2 separate regions of the Hordeum vulgare genome follow, and region 2 is linked to region 1. Evidence: chromatin contacts called from public Hi-C data. All regions are on one chromosome and are shown on one strand. The core of a region is the stretch at or near the end of the contact, and the rest is flanking DNA. Distances in the headings are between cores, read along the strand shown.

What was found. A called contact is a pair of places that touch in the nucleus more often than the background predicts.
Region 2: a Hi-C map of seedling shows a contact between it and region 1, with 4 times the contacts expected there. The contact joins the promoter of LOC123398612 here to the promoter of LOC123400024 in region 1. A contact is called at or near these places in 2 of 6 Hi-C or Micro-C datasets (leaf and seedling) and 1 of 1 datasets of contacts at active chromatin or transcription factors (embryo).

The regions. Positions count from the first base shown.
Region 1 is chr5H:95,431,323-95,438,490 of MorexV3_pseudomolecules_assembly, reverse strand. LOC123400024 (60S ribosomal protein L8) reads right to left here and starts at 3,146. Exons shown (of 2, transcript XM_045094417.1): 1 at 2,641-3,146; 2 at 1,439-1,957. The coding sequence starts at 3,080. The coding sequence ends at 1,612.
Region 2 is chr5H:95,703,583-95,710,750 of MorexV3_pseudomolecules_assembly, reverse strand. LOC123398612 (myb-related protein MYBAS2-like) reads right to left here and starts at 2,544. Exons shown (of 5, transcript XM_045093066.1): 1 at 2,372-2,544; 2 at 483-574; 3 at 313-423; 4 at 58-187. The coding sequence starts at 2,529.

The sequences.
Region 1 (7,168 bases), core at 1,897-4,396:
CGGCAAGACTGCATCGTTTGCCTGCATTCCATGCTCGTGCACAACGACGCCTGCACTCCATGCTCGTGCATAACGACGACCCAGGAAGCAACTCCATTTACATCAACCGGTTACATATGCATGGTTGTACACAACGCATTAGCTCAACCATCGGACACCTCCTGGGATAAGGGGCTTCATGTAACTGTAATCCCTCCCTAGCGGAGCTCGTCTCACCGTCGTCGGCCCTATAATCACACTCGTGGTTGAAGCGATAAACAAAATCACCGACGACGATCAACAATCGTCTTGCCTGTGTACTTGTGTTACAGGAGCAAGCAGCGATTTAACTATCGTGTAGTGCGTGACGTGCTTTTGTGTATATATATGGCTGGCGGCCAATCTACTATGGAGGTTAGCTTTTCTACATTGTTGTGCACGTATTGCATATGCCTGCTTGGGGCGTGAACGAAGACCGTCAGCTTTGCTTCGTCGTTCCGTCGCATATTGGTCGCATATTGCCGAAATGTACAGGGCCAACAGATGGTGGGAGAGGAAAGGTTGGCCATGTCAGGGAAGGAACTTGAGTGATTGATAAATATTGAAGTACCAAAAATGCCCCTAGCTAGTAAATATACTACCAAAAACAGGTGTAGTATTCGCTCATCTGAACACTCCAAATGAACAGCCCATATTGAATTAATGTACCGTAAAAAATATTAGGAGACTTGGAACAACACCTAAGGAACCGGCCGTTCCTAAGCGTTGCAAGGAGAACAAACTCTTTCAACATGTGTAAGTGCAGTCGCGGATCCTGTGTGGGATGGAACTTTTCATCGTGCGCCAAACATCCTGGATCATGAATACGGGGCACAAACTTCAGCGAATTTAAGGTGAAGGTCCAATCTCGACAAACTCTGCAACCTCAAGGTTCAAAACAAACTTCACTCCCTCCTGATTCATACTAGCCGACCAGCATTTGTGTTCCTCCAAAACCAGCGTGTGCATCAGCTTTGCACCAGACAGGATCATGCTGAATTGCTGATTTACCCAGAACAACTCCAGATTCATACTAGCCGACCAGCTTCCTCCAAAACTAAAACCAGCGTATACATCAGCTTACCAGACAGGCTCATGCTGAATTGCTGATTGGCAGCAAATTCTAGCTCTTTGATACTCATGCTGAATTGCTGATTGGCAGCAAATTCTAGCTCTTTGATACTACCCCTCTACCTCGTGAGTTACTTCTCCGACTCAACGGTAACCGGTGAAACACTATGAAACGTAACTAATGTACTAAATCAATGTCTGTGAGAGGTAATGTCATGTCATATCTAGAGTAACGCACAAAAACAAACAATACTACTTTTGGAGATCAAGCAATAGAAGCTTAACTCAAACAAAAACACAACACAAAGAATAAGCACACTGGGCTAACTCAAGTAACCCAACAAACAAATATCCAAGCATAATCTCCTTTATGTGGACTGAAGAATCCAGACCACGGCGAAAACTGATAACAAACATCACCAGGTTACCAAAGTACCGAGCAAAAACGACAACCTTACTGCAATACATGTCCTTGACGGGTAATCTAGAGGCAGCAAACATAGATAAACAGCAATGATAACTCTAAGTGGCCTTGTCGGCCTTCGCAGCAGAGGCGGCAGCCTGGCCTCTAAGACGACCAGTCCTCCTGGCAGCAATGAGACCAACCTTCTGGCCGGGTGGTGCATCACGGCGAACAGTGGAAGCATGACCAATATGCTGGTGGTTACCTCCTCCGTGGGGATGCTCAACAGGGTTCATGGCCACACCACGCACCTTAGGCCAGGAGTTCCTCTTCACACGGTACTTGTGGTAGGCGTTACCAGCCTTCAGCATTGGCTTCTCAGTCCTGCCACCACCAGCAACCTGACCAATCATAGCACGGCAGCTGCTTGGGACGATCTTCTTAGCACCAGAGGGTAGCTTGATCCTGCATAAAGAGAACATGAGCAATGCATCTTAACATTTCTGCAACTGAAGAATTCATCAAAAGGATCAGGCCATCAGGCAACATAAACAAAGATACACCAATCATATATATTCCATTAACATGTAGGATCTTGTACTGACAAGAACTGATAATAGGAAATGGCCCTTGCATTTCTAAACGCTAGATCATGGGCATGTTAGGTCAATCAGAAACAAAAGCAGGATAACAAGAGATCACATATCACATGTCTCTGGTCCAAGGTATAGACTTCTTAGATGCATGCTCAGTTCTAGGAGAACAGAAGAGAAAGCATGCCATGTCCAGTTCTAGGATAACATATCAGAAGAGCATCATATCGCACCAGTTGCAGACTATACAATGAACAGAAGGCATCTCAAGGCTCAGGGACAGAATGTGTATCTAAGAATATGTCTCTGGCAATAAATTAACAAACATATGAAGAACGCACAATCTAAGGTTTCCATTATATAATCAATTAAAGAGAATATCAGAAGCAGTGAACGAGCATATATTCAGATCGCACTATGAGCCAGAGAAGCATTTAATCATTTCCTAACGGAAATCACATACAGCAATCAAATAGCAGTTACTAGCGGGAGAACGTCAGATCTAACCATAGCCTTGTACTTTAGAGAGACGGGTGGGAGGAGAAGGAAGAGTACCTTGAGGTGCCGTTGTCGGGGTTGTGGCTGATGACGATGGCGTAGTCACCGGAGGCCCTGGCGAAGACACCACGGTCGCCGACGTGGTGCTCGACGTTGCAGATGACGCCTCCCTCAGGCACGGACCGGAGGGGGAGGACGTTGCCTACGGAGAGCGTGGCGCGGCGTCCGCAGTAGACGAACTGGCCGGTGTACATACCCTCGGCGGCGACAAATAGCTCCTTCTGGTGCTTGTACCTGAACGGGTGGCGGAAGGTCACCTTGGCCAGCGGCGCACCACGTCCTGGGTCGTGGATGACATCGGTGACGACGCCCTTGAGGTACCCGTTGCGCTCGCCGAAGTCGAGCGACCTGAAGCGGGCGGGGCCCTTGCGGTGGTGGGTGTGGGACTTGAAGACGGAGCCCGCACCCTTACGCTGAGCGCGGATCACGCGACCCATCTCGTCGGCGGCAGCGGCGGAGTGGCGGCGGCGGTGAGGGGAATGGGTGGGCAGCTGGGCTAGGGTTCGAAGAGGAAGAAGAGGGAGCAATATATAGGGTGCGGCACGGGGTTTGTTGTTCGATTACCCTAGGGTGGACGGTCGGGATGGGGGATGGAGGCGCGTCTGGGCCGTTGGATTCGTTTAGGCAGGCAGTAGGACCGCAACGTCAGTGAAATAACTTAGCTGGGCCGTACTGTGAGGGACTGACGAAATGAGGAGTGGACTGGGCTGTCATGGGCCAGTTTGTTAGTATAGTGACAATGAGAGAAATAGGCTGGTAGTAGGCCGAGTTCTCTACTACCATTCTCGCTCCGCCTATTTGTCCCCATCAAACACCGAAGAGGGTTGTGGTGTCGGCAGCGGCCAGCGAACTAGAGCACGCCTTTTGTGTTATGGGTTGAAAAACATATATTTCTTTTTTATTATAAACACCATCCTATATATTAATTTAGAAAAATATTCTTGCCATCATTCATTAAAGCACACACCATCTAGACACTGCTAACAAAAACATCTTTAGAATGGTTATAAAAACTAAAATTCCCAATCTCATGTGTCACTATATTTGCATGTCGATTAGTCTCTAATAGCTTAAAACTTTGAAATAATTTAGTGATACTCAACGCTTCGAAGAACATAATGACTATAGTGGCATATAACATGCTAGTTGAAAATTGACGAACACGTTAGAAAGATGTTTCGTGGCAAGTGGTATAAACAAAAGAGTTGGGGAATTTCTTCAAGAACCCGTAGGAGATCTCGTGTCTAATGTAGTATGAAATTCTTTTGTTGCAATAATATTGGACAAAGTCGCCCTCCACCACACACCATTTGTTCATTTCATGGTATTAATCACTCTAAACCATCACTGCCTACACTTCTCCAATCATGACATATACCTTTGATGCACTTGGTAGTCGGAGTTGATGATTGGGGCTTGATCCTGACCACCTTGTGGTTCCTCCAATGATAACGTTGTCTCGGAGGAGGACCTCGGACAATTGCAAACCGAGCTTGCAACACTCGAAATTATCTCTAGATATTCTTCCTCCCTTCTTCTTGATACTTTGTGAATTAATTATTTTTCTTACTAGAGGATTCTAATTTTCTCCATATAAATGTTGATCGGGAGGGGATACATGCCATCAGCTGGATCGTAGCCTTGGTCATAAATGGCATTCACCAGGAAGTTGCATGTTGGAGCATCATCAATTGCGAGCGTAGCAAAAAGATGAGATCCTTGTAAGACATCGATGTCATCGTGAGAGTGGAGCAAGCCAAAGTAGTAATGTGAGATCCACAAGTCCTCAAGGCAACCACTCCCACATCAGTAGTTGGATCATGACAACGCACAATGAACTAGCCAAGCCATGCTACATGAAAATTCTTTCACCTCCAATGCATACAGCGAGTGCTCTCAAGCATCCCATGCAAGCCATGTTTTACTGATTATGTCCTCGTGTGGGATGCTCATATATATTGAGCTAACACTTTTATGCATTTTGGCCCATTCAAAGATACACATCAACCATATCTTTAGGAGTGCCATATATGATCACGTGAAGTGTTGCAGTCACCTTCTTGAAATAAGAAAAAACTAGTAGACCAACTACCTTCCTTCGTGATGTTTCATGAAATGCTTCAAAGTGTATAACATAAAGTGCTTCGAAGTAGCACTATTGCATTTCATTTTCACATATCATCATTCGGCCTTTGTCAATCCACTATGTTGTCCATTTTTGCCATGTGTTTTCAGAGATATGTAAATTTTCCATGGCAAATGATGTATAATTCATACCATTTTTCATACATTTCTCATGAATTAGATATCGTTTAGCTTCATATATCATGGAAAATCACTTTGCATTTTAGATATTGTTTTGCCATGGCAAATCATCATCAATTGACATGACAAATTTACAACCCTTTATAGCTACCTTTTTCGTGTAGTAAATAACTACCATGGCAAAAAATATGAATTTGCCATGATTTTTCATATAGCATGACAACTCAAGTAAACGAAGCATGGCAAAAGCATTTTAAAATGTCATGGCAAATTCCATTTCTTGGTATAAATGGCAACAAAATACTTCCTTTGATGCGACCATTGCAACTTTATTTTTGGATGGAGCTTGGCCAATGTAGTATACGGTCCTGACATTTTTAAATATATGAATACATTCATGGCAAAAAAATATACAAAGCATGGAAATCATAATTGCCATGACAAAAAAAATTAAATGCATATGCCAAGGAAAAATAATTCATTTATGTGTTTTTTACATACATAGTTTTTTTTAAATAATAAGATGGCAATTTAATTAAAAAAATGATGGCAAATTTGCAACACGAATGTGCCACATCAATTTTTGTTCTTAACTTTGTGTTTCAACTAATCATAATACTATGGCAACCTTATTACATATAACATGGCCAATTTAGTAATCAACCATAGAAAAATTAGCTAATGGACCACGACAATTTGCTTTCATCATTTTTATGGGTAGTTTTACTTTTCTTTGATTGACGACAACATTCTAGAGTAGTTGTCATGGTAACATTCTCGTGTAGTTACTGTGAAAAAATTCTACGGGTAGTTGTAGTAGATAGAATTTTCTATGAGTAGTTTACATGGCAAAATTTTGGAGTAGTTTCTATAGCATAATTCTAGATTAGTTGCCATGATAGAATTGGTATGATTTTTTTCTATGAATTATGTATATACACTAGCAATTTTTGAACAAAATTTTCCATGATAGCCTTTGTTCTACTAATATTTTTGATATGCCAAATTGTTATACATTTTTTCACACATCATCTTTTGGCCTTTGCGAAACCACCATGTTGTCTATTTTAACCATGTGTTTTTAGGGATATGTAAATTTGCCAGGGCAAGTGCAATTCATACTATTTCCATTCATTTATCATGAATTATACATCATGTAGCTTCATATACCATGGCAAATCATTGTGAATTTTACATACCATTTTGCCATGGCAGATCATCATCAATTGACATGAAAATTTTATAGTCCTTTATAGCTACCATCTTTCCGTTCAGTGAATATCTCCCATGGCAGAAAAATATATGAATTTGCCATGATTTTTTCATAGACCATGTCAACTTAAGTTAACAAAGCATGGCAAAAGCAGTTAAGGGGCATGCACAATTCTATTCTATTTTGTAGAAATGGCAACAAATCACTTTCTTTTATGCGACCATGACAACTTTATTTTTGCACGGAACATGGCAAATTTAGTATATGGTGATGACATTTTTTAAATATATGAATACATTAATAGTAATTTTCTTTATATAAAGCACGACAATTATAATTGCTATGCCATTTTTTCTAAATACACATGTCGTGGCAAAAAATTATTTCTGTGTTTTCTACGTACATGGCAAATTTAACATACTAACATGGAAATTTTAGTTCATAACTTTTTTGTTTCAACTGCTCATAATACTATGACAAACTTATTACATATAACATGGCAAATTTAGTAATTGGCCATGAAAAAAAAGGCAATTGGTGACATAATTTACTTTCATCATTTTTATGGGTGGTTTTACTTTTATTTGAATCATATCATTTTTTCATAAAACATACTATCTCCCTTTTGTTCTCTATCACGAAAAGATTATTTTTCCTTCATTTTTTGGACCATGGGTATTTTTTCCATAGCATGGTAAAGAACAACTAATTTTGTCATGGCAAACTTATTACATATGACATGGAAAATTTAGTAATGCACAATGGCAAATTTAGTTAATGGATCATGACAAATTTAGTAATAGACCATGGAAATTTTAGTTAATGGCTCACGGTAATTTTAGTAGTTGACCATGGCAAATTTAGTTTTTGGATCACAACATTTTCAGTTCTTGACCATGGCAAATTCAGTTTTTGGATCACGACATTTTTAGTTATTGACCATGGTAAAAATACCTTAACATAAAAAAATCATGCCATTGTAATTATCATGTGTTTGCCATAGCACTTTTCATAACATTGTTACCATGGCAGATGCATGGAATTACA
Region 2 (7,168 bases), core at 1,295-3,794, 270 kb before region 1:
TCATAACAGCAGATGAAAGCTGTTACCCTATTATTTAGGTTGTTCTTTGAATCAAACCTGTTTCCCCACCGAGCATGTAGCTCAAGGATGAGGCGTTCTTCATGAGGAGTCATGCGTCCACGCTTGAGGCCAGGGTGGAGGTAGTTGACCCACCGGAGGCGACAGCTCTTTCCTGTGCGGTTGAGGCCTGCATGAAGATTACAGAGGTTGAAGCAAGAAGAGAGTTATTAGAAAAGGTGACATTTCTTATTGCGACTTGGCGCAAAATACTTCAATATAGCTACCTAATTTTGGGATCCCCACCCCTCAAACCTGATACTTTGGCAATGAAATCCCAACGGCGTTCACCGAACAAACGGACAGTGCATACCAGTTGCATGTCCTCCTGCTCTGTCCATGGCCCTTTGCGTGTCTCTTCTCTCACTGTCACCATATCAACTCAGGAGATATAACGACAGTACCCTAACGTTGTTCGCTCCTACCTTGTATCGGCTGGGAGCCCGTCTTCTTGCTCTTCTTCCTTTGAGTGCTTGTGGGCTCCAGTTTCAGGACGGGATCCTTGATGAACTCCAGTCTGTTTGGAAGAAGAAGAAGAATGAAGCTAGTAGGGAGAGAAGCAAGCTGACCTTTGTTGCCTAAGGGTCTGATGACTTTTGCCTCTCATTTATAGGCGAGGGAGGGAGCTCTTGGCCTCTTGGGAGTCATGTGATCTGGTGGGTGTGATTTGGAACTCCCATAAAGACTCTATATTCCATCATTTGGGCTGTCCTCAGATTCTAACTTATAAAGGCAGCTTTTTGATTGGCTCATGCTGCATAAGCTATATTGCAACTTCATATGTATATTATGAGGTAGTTTTGTTTGGTTAGTGTGTGGATTTCATTAGTGCTAGCAGTATATGCCTTTTGGGGCTTACAAGGTACACACGAGTGCTGATGCATTATACTAGTATATTGGTTGTTAATAGTGGGGTGTGGTTTCAAATTCATGAGCTTCATATTTCTTGTTTGCAACTATACCTGAAAGGCTGAAACCTTTTAGCTCTGGTCAAGCCGTCCAGAAAAATAACTTCTAAATCTTGTTGAATATCATATGCCCACCATTATTCATTATTGCGAGTGTTGATAATAAAATCCTTGTTACAACTGTTTAACTACCATCAATTAGGCAATTAGTACTTCCTCCATCCGGGTTTATTACCTCTCCGTTTAACAAATTTTGATCATAAAAATTATACCGTGGGATACCTCTTTCAAGTACAAATCTAATAGTATACTTTTTGTATCATACATATCATATTATTTTAGTCAAATAGATGGTCATAATTTGAGCCAAAATACGAGGCGATCCAATAAAGCCGGACGGAGGAAGTACGAGTAATAGCTAACTGGAATGTACACAGTACTGGCTAGCAAAAAATAAAACATTTGACTCTTGCTGGTGATAGCCATCTGTTATGCTTTTAAATTTCAAATAGAAACGCTGTTTCCTACATAAATAAGTCAGCAAGTATTTAGTGTTCATGACAGTACTGATTTGAAAGCTCCACCAGGCTGCTAGCCAGAACTTCCTATATTTAACTAATGTTAGACCTCTAACTTTGTACAAAACATGGTGATTCTGAAAGCGTAAGCTGCTGCTTTCTTGGTTCCTTTTCTTCTTCTTTGATGGGAATATGGGATGTGATTCTTTCGTGTTTTCACGAGAAAGAAAAGCTGTTGTGCTTATCAACCTTTTGGTGCTTTGATAGACCACCAACGCATAGAACTATAAGCAGTATTTTCTTTTTGTTGATTGATGTGAGAATTCTAGACCTATAATTACAATCAAACTGGATGGATATCCGATGCTCTTGAATCTTGGCATACTATTTTTTTTCTCAACAAAGGGTTTGCAGATTCACTTGTGTTTGGCGAGGCGTTGTGTGAGAGTTCAGGAAACATACGTTGTTTTTTAATGAATCACTTGTGTTATGTGTTTGCTGAGGCACACATGCAACACTGCATTTTCCTACGTAGAGTTGAATCCTGGAAAGTACTAATGCATAATGGTCTGTGCTTAACAGGAAACTGCTGACTGCTTGGACAAATACACATTAATCAGCATTCAACTGAAAACCCCGGCTGTTTTTCCCTTTTATCTGGCTGAAATGAATGACTTTAAATTGATTGGTGAGTATTAATTCTCCTCCCTTTTGATTGTTCGAACTGCAAAAACGCCTTATATATAGGAACAGAGTTACCCCCTCTGTATCAAAATGTTAGACGTTTTTTGACACTGTTATAGTGTAAAAAACGTCTTATATTAAGTTATAGAGGTAGTAGTACTTTGCAGTGCATGAAACATCTAGTGTATTCTGCTAGAATTTTACCTCTTGCTTGCGATTGGAAATGGGAATCTTGGTGAAGTCTCTATCTGGTTTCCTTGGTTTTCTTTTTCTGTCCTCTTGATATGAAAAGCAGTATTGGCCTTTTTGTAAGCCATTATCATTGGCAGAGAGGACACCATCTCACCTTTTTTGTCAGCCATTATCGAGTCTCGGAAAAAAGATCTTACAAGTTGGTATCATAGGCACACCCCAGCACACCTACTACTGCTGAGTGCCTGCACAAACCTGTCCTTGCAAGAAGTGTCCTTCTAGAGCTGTTTGGGCCAAAGCTGAGATCAAGCTTTTTGTGAATCTGTGGTCACAAGCTGACCGTAGCCTTGGACGGATGCCCATCCTTGTGCTTGTGCAGCCGAAGCGATGCACAATGTCCTGGAAGTTTTGAGCATCCTTTTGAATGTTGTTTCAGTGCCGTCAGGTCAACTTGTGCGCCATTAGCGAGCCCTAAGTTACCTCCAAATTATGGCTGCTTTGCTTTATTAAGGAAGATTTTGCCTCCCCAGGACACGTGTTATGCGGCGAAATGATTGAATATTGATCGGGGTGTTAGGGCATGCTGCTCCATTTTAGTTATATGCTTAATGATCCCTGCATCATGTATCTCGCCTTTTTTTTCCATTGCTGCCATCATCCATGCTGAAGCCTGGAAGTGTTTTGCCTGCATCATGCCATGCTCAAAGATTGCTGTGGAGCGTGGCGACCACTTCAGCAGGGCGGTAGGGCCGTGAGAAAATAATTTGATCCACGGGACCTAACTCCTCCATTACTGTACCACCATTTGTTTGCTTCTCTCTGAAAAGCCTGGTTAACAGACGGGAAATGATTTCCTGGCGTGTGGCTCAGCTGTGACAGCCAAAAAGTCACGGAAGAAGCTAGCTCTGGTCCGATGTGGAGGCCACTCACCCACACCACACCCATCTGTGCTGCAGTCCACTTTGGGCTGCTGCTGCTGCTGCGGGGTGGCCTCCTCTCCTCTCAGCGGCCACCACCTTTTTATCTTGGCATCTTGCTTTTGGGAGCCTCCTCCCCTCCCAACACACTGCAGCGCGGCACGCTACTGTTCCGCCCCACTAGTGCAAAGGAGGCCCGTTCGTTGATCTATTTTCCTTTTGATTTCCCCTCCATTTCTTCTGCTTGGTTGTTTTTCTGCTGTGCTGGACCTCTCTCGTGTCCCTATCGCCTGCCGTGTAGGTGACCGCCTCACCCCGCCCGCCTCTTCTTCTTCTGGCAGTGGCAGAATGCACTATCTTTCATCTTCAGGATCGGCCGGTCATCATCGTCGGTGCGAATTTCAATTTCGGTGCCAATCGAGTGCCCCGTGGAAACCTCCGCACGTACAACCGCAATCCTTCTTTCGTGATGACTTCACTATGCCCGTTCCAGAAATTTCTGCTTTGTGCGCGCTGAATTTGTTAGTGGCGAAAACAGTACAGTGGTGACGTGCCTGGAACAGCCCGGTAAGAAGGGTTCAGTAATCTGTTCCTGGCTATGGGATAGCAGTTGAGTGAAATTTCGACAATTCTTAGTGTGTGTCATGTTCCCTTCATGCCACTGTGGCTGGCTGGGCAATGACAAGCTTGTCCATTCTTCATCAATTCGTCTCTCTCTTTATCTCTGAGCCTGCATGCCTGTTTTTTTTTTGCTTTACCGAGACGTTGGTCGACTGTTCAAGGCCCCAAGAGTCAGTCAGGGTCTCGGTGGTCACCATGCCCCCTAAATTTTCTTCTTCTCATACCCTTGTCGTCTATTTCTACATGTGTGCCATGCCATCTTCGATCACATAAAATATTTCTTGCTTTTGGATTTACACAAAGGAAATATTTCTTTCTTTTGGATTTACTAATACAAAGGAAGACGGGGGCACCCTCCTATTGCACGAAACAAACACATAAAGTTGCACCGTTTATCATGTGACTACACAATATTTCCTGCCCTGTTCTTTGATGTATCGGAGAGTAGTCGTTGTACCACTATTTCCAGCTATTCCCTTTTGACAAAACCGTGTCTTGCCAGTTTTCTTCTTCTTTAATCGTGCAAAAGTGATCGTGTGTGATCCCATGAAAGGCCACTTCATATATTCTGATGAAAATGAAGTTTTGGACGTATTATTCCCCCTTTTTCTTCCCCTTTTCTTTTTTTCCTTACTTATTCCTTCCGTAAGCAGCACGGCCACCTGGTAAAAACAAATGGCACAGTCACGCCACAAACTTAGATATATTCGTTTCTTAACCTTGCTGCAACTGGTTGCCGTCATCAGCCATGATGTTTCAGTTGGATTCCCATGGTTTACAAGGAAAACCAACGGCACCCACGTTTCGAACGTCGATTCGCTTCATCCAGATTCGTTGGAAGGGTGGCGAAACTAAGCGTGGTTATTACATTACAGAGTATCTCGGCTAGGCGATTAGAGTGAGAGCGCGCTTGGTATAGGTGTAATTCAATACATGGGTGTAAGTGTATTTTACTGGACATGAGTGTTTTCTGGCTGGAAATTAAACTGCTGGATGGAGGTGTGTATTTATTTTACAAGAAAACGGCATCCTAAGCAGGGCCTGAATGGTAATAGGAGACGAGTTTGTACCCAACGATGTCGCTTGTGGGCGCCCTTGTGGCCGAGTCTAGCAACGCCGACGCTCGTGGGCACCGTACTTTCCTTAAAGGCGTTCTTTTGGCTCTGATCCGACTTCGTTTTCTTGCTCGGCGGAAATTCCTTGATCCGGCTTACGAACCAAGAGGCGGTGGCGTCATGTCTTCGTCCTCGCCTTGGAGCGTTGTCGAGTTGCTCGAGGAGTCCCGATGACGTTGCTCAGTTTGGTGCCGACTACTTGGTGCCGACCACTGTTCTTGGCGTGGGCCTTCGGAGTGCAATGTAGTTCATCTTCGGTGTTCTCTCAACTACGCCTTCTCGTGGACCGTTCAGACCCTCACGTCCACTTGCCCACTTTCTCTTGGCGCATTGGACGGGGTACGTTGGTCTGGATTGTCTCTGGGTCTTGATATTGTTGTAGAGGTCTGTGACACGACTTTATTGCTCTATGGTTTGCCTCATCGCCATTGACATGAGGTTGGTCTAGGTCGAACATGTATGATAGTACATGTGGTGGGTGTGCTTCGTGGATGGGGTTGTTAATCCATGTGATTGGCATTATAATGGCTGAAAGACTTGTATCCGACTTTTTTGGCTCTTCTTCTATCAATATATGATACAAATGTTTGTGTGTATTCTAGAAAAGAAGTTTTTACCCAAGTTCGGCCTCTCATGATCAAGCTAATACCCTACTTCTGTTCGTGTATATTGTGATTGGGGTGTGTATAAAGTTGAAAGTGCACGATGACACTAAATTATATTTTGGTGTGATGAAAACATGGTTAGTGGAACTAATATTGATTTGTATAGTTCATCTCAGTATATTGGTGATCAAGCTGGAGTTGTGTGACCCCCCAATTCAAAAACGCCATGGCATGGCGTACCAACGACTCGAAGGTTTTCATTTTGATTTGATTTGAGTAGTAGGAAAATTCGCACTATCAAGAGGGGTTATCATGGATAGGTGGCATGTGAAAATGACTCCAAAACTTATACACCAGCCCTCCTACACCTACCACCAAAAATCCATATGTAGTGTGCTTTGCTGAGGTGTCATTGGAGCTTCAGCAGAAACTCTTTGGACACCCCATGCGCACGGGGTGCTTGGAAAGTCTGTTGACACCCCATGCGCACGGGGCTAACTTAGCCCATGTGCACGGGGTCCATCAGGCAAAAATCCTCACCCGACCAAGAACACTATAAAAGACCCCTTCTTCCACCTCCAGCCCTCAACCCAGTGTCTTGTTGAGCTCCTCCATTGCTGCACCTCATTTTGCTCAATACTCTTAATCCCTCCACCCAAACTAGTTGAAACTTTGGGGATTGGGTGAAGAAGACCGATCTACACTTTGACCAAACCAAATTCATGTTCCCTACAATATTTGTTCATCATTGACTTGTTACTCTTGGAGCTTGGGCTCTTAGGTGGTTAGAGGTTACTCTGGAAGCTTCCTTGCTTGTGGTGTGCTCCGGAGACGTTTGTAAAGGTGCAGTGGACGCCTTCAAGACTAACTCGAGTAATTTGAGGCTCATCCGTTGGGGGTGACTCAGAAGAGATACGATGAGCCTTTCGTGGCGTTTCACAAGCTTTGGCTTTGACACCGTTCTAAATTGAGGTTAGCTCTTCCCCAAGGAAGAGTGAATTTTGGGATAAAATCCGCGTCCTCGCCTCACTTGTGCTTCATCCTTTCCCGCACTTTACTTTGCTTTATATGATTTTAGGCTTACTAATTACTTTATTGCATAGCATATTTAGCTCTACTTGTGTTTGCCATATATAGGTTGTGTTCACCTAGTTGCATATTTAGTGGATCATATTTATCTGCATATATCTAAAATTGATAAACAAGATTATAATTTGTAGTCTTCTATTCACCCCCTCTATTCACCATATTGATCCTTTCAATTGGTATTAGAACCTCAAGATCATGAGAATGTGAGAGGTGCCGCACCACTTCCGAGAGTTGATCCAAACCTTCCTCCCGCTGCTGCCAAGGTTGTGATACCTCAAGTTGATGATCACGTAGCCCCCACCAACCTGGTTGCCTTTTTAACCGTGGTGGATGTTCTTTCAATTTTTGCAGAGCTCAAAATCGCAATGTTGAAAGAGATTCGTTCCTTGATTAAAGATGAAATTGATGCACACTTAAAGCCATCAACATCTGCATCAAACTCATTTAATCGAATGAGGTATT